Linked DNA regions of Mus musculus: region 1 is linked to region 2. Evidence: chromatin contacts called from public ChIA-PET data. All regions are on one chromosome and are shown on one strand. The core of a region is the stretch at or near the end of the contact, and the rest is flanking DNA. Distances in the headings are between cores, read along the strand shown.

The links. ChIA-PET counts read pairs in DNA pulled down with a chosen protein or histone mark.
Region 1: an RNA polymerase II ChIA-PET map of memory CD8 T cells shows a contact between it and region 2, with 16 read pairs. The contact joins two enhancer-like sites. A contact is called at or near these places in 3 of 484 Hi-C or Micro-C datasets (the G1E-ER4 cell line and the HPC-7 cell line) and 1 of 115 datasets of contacts at active chromatin or transcription factors (memory CD8 T cells).

Annotation. Positions count from the first base shown.
Region 1 is chr1:69,758,464-69,762,392 of GRCm38.p6, forward strand. No RefSeq gene overlaps it. Among named protein-coding and RNA genes, the nearest start is that of Gm29822, 27 kb to the right of the region's middle. Within about 2 kb of position 1,273, at least 61 of the 459 cell types and tissues checked have an H3K27ac peak or open chromatin away from gene starts, as enhancers often do. A contact at or near this core is called in memory CD8 T cells, where this site is marked.
Region 2 is chr1:69,496,665-69,500,660 of GRCm38.p6, forward strand. No RefSeq gene overlaps it. Among named protein-coding and RNA genes, the nearest start is that of Gm28497, 67 kb to the left of the region's middle. Within about 2 kb of position 2,442, at least 36 of the 459 cell types and tissues checked have an H3K27ac peak or open chromatin away from gene starts, as enhancers often do. A contact at or near this core is called in memory CD8 T cells, where this site is marked.

The DNA of each region.
Region 1 (3,929 bases), core at 23-2,522, 260 kb after region 2:
CTTTGGGATAGAGCCAAAGTTACCCTCAAAGCGACTACGGTTGCTCATAGATGGTTGTGCCACCGTCCCCTTGCTTTCCCTGTCCTGCAATGGACTTCTGTAAGCCACACTTACTTGAGTTCGCATCTTTCTGGGGACTCCAACTTACGACTGAGAGATATTAATAATTTTTACATTATCCTCAGAAAACAGTAGGCAGAAATGGAGAAAGTGTCTAGCATCCTCTTCCAGCTTCTTAAATTTAAGCTTATTATGCTGACCTACCTGTCTCAGACGTGCTTAGAAAGAAAATGGACTCTCTTTTGGATAGCAGGTTCATTTTGGAAGTTTGTAATGTGAGTCTGGACGTCAGGAGAGAGGTCAGACCCAGGGATGTATTGAATTAAAATAAGCAGGGTTGTAAACTTATATGAATTATACTGTATGAATTATGCTGATTTACTTTTCTATGAACTACTGGCCATTCTCACCTAATTTTAAGATTCAATACAGCTGTAAGTTTCATTAAATGTTTATGATCCTATTAAGGGGTATATTTTTAGCTTTAATAAAAGGAAGTTGATAAAGCTTCATTATCTGTCGTTTGAGAGGAAGAATAAAAAAAAAATTCTAAGATCTAGAAAGTGAGTCTATAATATGTCATTGTAAATCTTCTATTCCCCAAGCCTTTGTCTGTCTCTGACATCAAAGATAAATGACTATCACTGGAATTAATATCTCTTAAATATATCATGATTCTTCAACATTATTACCAAAAGGCTGTTATGAAAACTTCACTAAAATAGAATTTGATTTTCTTTCTATGAACTGTAAGGGTGACTGATATTGCAGTGCCTGTACTGGCAATGTCTTCTATAGTAACTCGGCGGGCTTTCTTAAAGGGCTAAAATTACTTCAAGTGTGGAAAGGAAAATTACAAAATTTAGTGACAAAATTATTCTAGCTCTCTTTCTTTTTATTTTTTCAGTTTGAAGACCACAGTCATTTAAATCACTTTACTAACCAAGGTTAGTGTCACTTTAGGCTCTGAATCTTTGCTTTCAAAAGACAGAAGCAAAGGTTGCAAAATAATACAACTCAATTGGCACAAGGGGAGCTTAAGAAACAACCTCAGGCTCTTTGAATTACTCATTTCTCCTACCGGCGGCAGAAGATAATTTTACTGCGAGTCCGTTGCATTACCGTGAATAACAAGCATAATTCCTCTAGAACTGCGCGTCTATGCAGAGGCCCCCTTTGCAGTTGCTATGGAGCTCCTCCCTATGGCTGACTTTACCAAGGCTCGCTCACTTTGGGTTAGAAGGAAGTGCGTCTGAAAGATGTCAGGAGACTGCCTGTGTGGTCTGGAACCGGACAAGAAAATGAAACCAAATACCCAAAGCCTCAGTTACTGGTGAAGACTCTACCCTACGCATGCTAATGAGGATGGCGCTAGAAAAGAAATATTGCTTCCGATGTAAAAAGATAAAACTTCTGGAAGGGTGCGATTTTTAATTTCAAATTTAGATGATGAGTTGGAGGCATTCCAGCTCTAAACAATGCTGACCAGTCTTCTGTCTGAGGTATCTGATCCTTTCTTTTAGAAATTATGCCATCAGAGGCAAAACTGCAAGATAATTCTAGGACAGGGACTTATCCTATGTGCCTGAAACATTTGGGCATTTTAAAAAATGCTTTTGTTACTGTTTCCCATTACTAAGGGCTTGTCTTTAGGCCATGAGCACAACTCATGGAAGACAACAGTCACAAGCTGCTGAAAATACAAATAGAATGTCCTGCGAGCTGGTGGCCTCTACCCTGCATTCATGTTAAGCGCACGTTCACGTTTTTTCCACGTCCTCTATTAATGTTTTAGTACATGTGTGTTGGGAACTGACCTCCAGTCCTTTCTTGTGTGCCAAGGACCCATTGATCCATCTCCAAAGTCTTCTATTTATTCTAGAATTGGTCTCATTTCTATTTTTTTGCAATGGAGGTAAGGCATGAGTGAATATGAAAATAGAACACAAATCATAAAAGATGAGAAACAATGGACACCGTCTCCGTTTCACAGGTCTGTGTTTGTGGCAGGTATTTAAAATGCACATTAACAGAGCATACACACTCCAATTTGTGATCCCGGCTCCTCCTCCCTGCTTTCTGACAATGTCTGTGCAGCCACACCAATTATAATGACACTCCTTGTAATTTTATTTGAAAATTAACATATTCACTTTCTGAAATGTACCTGTGCTTGTATTTAAAGCCAGACATGTTAACTGTACGTGGTTCATGTCCCCCACCTCTTCCTCAAGAGGGTGAGCCCCCATTGAGGCAGTAGCAATCTGTCATCACAGCATATTAAGATGCTTCTGTGGAGTAAACTCTTGTTAGGAAGGTGGTTTATTATTTTTAAAAGGTCGAAGAACAGACAAGAAACTGACCCTTTTGTCTGAGATCATCAGTTTTTCATGATATGAGTGTCCCTCCATTCTACCAGCTCCTGTCCGCAAATACATAATCTCACAATTGAAGCTTATAATGCACAATAGAAATTTCTTTCCACGTTCTCTTTGAGTTCTGATTTTAATATGAATAACAGATGTAGGAGAGGATATGGGTTTGGTTATAATTACAGCTATCACACATTTCAAATGCTGTAGATTTTCCAGAATTTTAAATTCTGGAAAATAGATTTCTCTATCTTCCAGGACTTCTAGTTTACCCTACTCATGCTGATTTTTATCAACAAACTCTAGGTTTTGAAAACATTTTCTTTATAGTACTTGGGACTTTCATTAAGCCCATGATTTGACTTGAAACAGTGCACGTTTTATCCAGGGTAATTAGCAAAATAGCATTGAGGTAAATTAGCAAAATAAGGGACCACAGAAGGCTGCTGTATGCCTTTATCAAAGACAGTGTTACCAGGATGAGAGGGATGTATCATCACTGTAAGGAGTGAGAAAGGAAAACTAAAGGAGCCATGTGCTTCTCCTTCTACACAGACACGTATCTACAGTTGAGAACAATTTTAGAACCTGTGCACTGTTGATCTTATTGTCTTTCTGCCCAAAAAGAGAAAGAAGAAAGTTTTATTCATCAGAAATTCTGTGTTTTGTATATGCTACTGTCACATGTGTTTGCCAGAATGTGTTGCCTAATTAAAAGATATTTTCCTGCCACATGTCTTGCCTTTTATCAATTCTGTACCTAAATGTGTGCATCCATGTGTGTGTGTGTGTGTGTGTGTGTGTGTGTGTGTGTGTGTGTGCCCGCATACACATTATTTGGGGTATATGTGTTATATGTGTGATGGTGTATGCTGTGTGTGTATGTGATGTGAACATGTGTGTATGCAGGTTTTGGTGCATGTGTGTGTGTGATATGTTTGTGTGTGTTTGCACCTGTGTGATGTATCTGTGTACATGTGTGATGCACATATGAGTGTTCATGAGATGTGTGTATGTGACACAAGTGTGTGTGTATGTGTGTGTACTTGAAACAGCTACATCCTAGAAGCACAAACTGTTAAAAGAGGTATATTTAAATTTACTAAATATTAAACTCACGAAAATAATGGTCAGAAAGTGCTGAAGTTAATGTAAGTAATCTTGAAGAGTTTTGATCGAAACCACTGATCGTCTACAAAAGCATTACTAAAAATAATCTTAACTAGCTGGCCGTTCGGTGTATGTAGGACATTTCTCCTATGAGAGATTAAAGGAGGCACTGAATTCAATGAATTCCAAAGTCATTTCCCACCTTGACCTTAGAAGCGCTCCTTCTCTCAATGTTTCCAGTTAGACAAGCAATAAGGATAAAGGGACACGCTCCTCTGCTTCTTCTCTCAATGTTTCCAGTTAGACAAGCAATAAGGATAAAGGGACACGCTCCTCTTGATATTTGTCAAAATGTAATATACTTTCAAGGGGCATGCATTAAATTAA
Region 2 (3,996 bases), core at 1,192-3,691:
GCATTTGTTACTAAGGATAGGAAACCATAAAGAAATTAAGGCCAACATTATATGCTATACTGCTATCTACTACAGAAAACGTAACCAAAATAACACAAAACAAGAGTGGCCGATAGAGATTTCCAGCAAAAATCATCTGGTTTAGTGTTCTCTTTGCCAGTGTGAAGTGTCACTGTGCATGTCAGGCATGTTTCTACTGGAGCTTTAGAAATATGTAGTTCAAGTATGGATTGTGGTGTAGATTGGAGAGCTCTTAACAATGGAACCATAATGTTTGCTATATTGTACCTATATAGCTATGCACTAGGTCATAGACTTGCCCAAAGTATACTCCAGTGTTGTTTGTATGCACTTATATGAGAGTTAGAAATGTTTGTACTGCTGGACAACCTCTACATTTGAGGTACTCTGATAACACCATAGGCAATGAAAACCATTAAAGCATAGTCATACAATGGAATGTGTCATCTACATCCTCCTACATACATACATGCACACACACAACACATACACATATACACATATATACACACAAATACACACACATATACACATACACACACATATATATATACACACATACACACACATACATACATACACACACATACACAAATACACACACATATACACATACACACATATATACACACACATACACACATATACACACATACACACATATACACACACACACACACACATACACACACACACAGAAAGAGAAGGAGAGAGAGAGAGAGAATGAGGGGGAGAGAGAGAGAGAGAGAGAGAGAGAGAGAGAGAGAGGTAAATCTACAAAGTTGCAACCAAATAGGCAATGTCCCTAGAAAAAGATCATTTTTTTTTCTCCATCAGGACAGGAAAGGCTCTGTGAATAAATTGTATTATGTGATTAATACTGAAGGAAGTTCAGAAAGGAATGAGTTTGAGAGTGTGCCTCACAGGTAGGTCATGGGAAGCCAAGGAGAAATGGAGCAAGCCTGCGAACAACAATAAGAACACTGACAGATGACTTCAAACTTAATTTAGGCACTTAGAGGATTTTCAGAAAAGATTTACACGGGCGTGGGGATAGAAACTAGTTAGTGTTTAGATAAAGATCCCTGTAAAGAAGTAGGTTTCGTATGTGAATGTTGAGGCTGGTAGCTAAGGCCAAAGACAAGAGCCCCGCTAAGGACTGTCAACACAGCGTGGAGGAACGAGGTGTGGCAATCACAGTAAAGCCTGGCATTGTTGGGGACTGTGATGCTGGAGCTCACATACCTTTTATTTCCTAGAAACAGGAAAATCAGATGCTAGGGAAGGAAAAGCTGATTCCAATCAACCCTAAATCAAACGATGTGTTCTCTTCTTTCTTCCTAGCCCTGCATCTCTGAAAGTGGATTTTAAAAATGACCTTTTTTTTAAAATCTTTTTTGTTGTTGTTGTTTTCGAGACAGAGTTTCTCTGTGTAGCCCTGGCTGTCCTGGAACTCACTCTGTAGACCAGGCTGCCCTCGAACTCAGAGATCCACCTGCCTCTGCCTCCCAAGTGCTGGGATTAAAGGCCTGTGCCACACTGACAGTGTTAAACAGCTGTAGGAATTTCTTCAAAAAGTGACTCTGATCATATTTCTGTAGAGGAAAAGAAAAGAATGTGCATATGGATATTGTGCTAAGATAATGAAGCAATGGTGTGTCTTAGCAGTCTTCAAGAGATGCTTTATAGAATTTGGCTACATAATCTCCTTTAGTGACAACTAGACTAAAATTTCAACTGTAGAGGTATATTTCTATTTCAAAAATTTCCAAGTAGGTGTTCCGAGTTCCAGCAATAATTGATACTTTTTTTTGGGGGGGGGATCTTCACCAGTTGCTGAGTTACTGAATTTTCCTGAAATTGTAAGGTAATGTAAGGAATGTAAAATTAATCTAATCTAAGTTAGCTTCATAGCATGGGTTCTAGCCTACCTCTCCATCACTTCATATACTAAAACTGTCAGAACTTCAGGGTTGGAATTTGTCATTGCATGAATTTCTGTCATGTCTCCAATGTAATCTTTCCAATTTTAGACACAGAAGAGATGTCCTACAAACATCTAATCATTTTAATAAGAAAATGTGTTTTCAGTCTCTTTCCTAACCACCTCTTAATTAGTTATGTTTGCTAAAACACAAGATGAGGGGATACTTTAGCATCTGTCAATTAAAGCACAGAACAATTAAACATTGAGTTTAACAGGGCAGGAGGCTGCTGGGAGCGGCCAATGGGAGCAAGTGATTAATTCTGAAATAATGAAAGCACGAAGCAGCAGTCGTCAGTTTCAGGCTTGCAAGGAAATGATGACTGTGAAATTTGTGACACTTGACTTAAAAATCAATGCTCTTGGAAGGTGATATAATAGCTGTAAGCCAGTGGGTGGGTGTGTGTGCAGGGGGAATCAACGTTGACATAGTGAAACTGCTTAGAAACGAGTGGGCAGGGTAATGGCTATGCTGAAGAGCAGCTAATGGAACTAATGAGGCATATCGTGATGGAGGCAAAGAGCTCCTGTCTTCTGAAGCAACTCCGTTCATTTAGCTGACTAATTTGCTTACTCATCTTTTCTTAATCTCTTAGGGAGCCCTTGGTGGTCTGCTACTCTATAATACTTCTCAGAATTGGCCACATAATATTGAGTAGACCAGCACAGTTAGAGGAAGTTTAAAAAGAAGACCTTCATTTCCTCTAATAAAGGGATGATCGCCCAATACCAAAACAAGCCCTGAAGTCATTCTCTCAGAGAGAAAATGAAAGTTCAAGGTGCCCCGCTATTATTTTTTCCAGAGATATCAGGGAAATGGTTTGCACTTGGAGACAAGAGAGTTTCTGTATTTGAAATCTAAAAAGTCTGTGCCTTTGCTGTATTTTCATATGTAAGTCATTCCTAAATCTTGTTGGGCGTGTAAGGACACCTGTCAATGGTTTCCTTTACAGTCTTTTGACTTATAAAAAATAGGACACAAGACAGCCTCCAAAGATCTTCAGACCATGCCAAGCCAGCTCCTTAAAGCTGCACTAGAGCTTGTTCTTGGAAAGCTGGCTTAACTCGGCTGTATAAAAGGTACCTCTTTTAGTGAGTTAAAAGGTTCCAAAAGATAGAGGGTGTTTTTAATCTTGACTTAAACTGACAACTTATCCTACTTAAGCAAGTAAATGTGAATTTCCTCCCACAGCTCTGTGATCATTAGATCATAATTAGGGTACTAAATATGGAATCGCCCAGTAGATAAGTGGAAACATCATAGTACCAAAACCGAGAGAGAATGGTTTTGTTACTCCGTAGGAGCCAGTCAGCAGCAAATTGTTCAGATTTCGAAGAAGATGCTATAGGTAGTTAGTATATATTCAGGAGCTGGGAAGAAAAGAAAAGATGAAGATATGAACAAACTTTAACATACCGGGTGAAGAAGAAAAAAAATCAAAAATATTTCTTAATACAAAGAATATTTATGATTCTAAGAAAATGTTCACAAAATATCTTGAAGTAGGCCTCTCATACAAATTTTCACATGTGGATAATTTCTGCAGGGAAGTACTCTGTAATGCTAGGAGAACTGGGAGCCACAGTTCATCAGAAAGTCATGTAAGTGAGTCAAAACATCACGTGAAGAAGAAAACCCAGGAAGAAGGCTTTGTGATGTCCAAAGCCCACACTTTCCCCTGAGGATGAAGAATTGTGGTATGGTCAGACACCAGGAGTGATATGGAGATTAAAAAAAAAAAGACTTCCCACTCATGAAGAATCAATGTGCTTGCCTTCTCCTTTAAAACATTCTCAAAATGAGGATATTCACCTATTCAGTTTGCTTGTATCCTTTCTGGTGCACCTGCCATTCTGTTTGTAGTTTGTTTCTAGATATGCCCCTTCCACCCTTAAATGCATCTTATCTGATAGCAGTCTGGAGCAGGTCTGGACATGTTACGTGTTTTCTGTTTGTTTCTGAGCCCCACCCAATGTGTACGTTTTCCCAT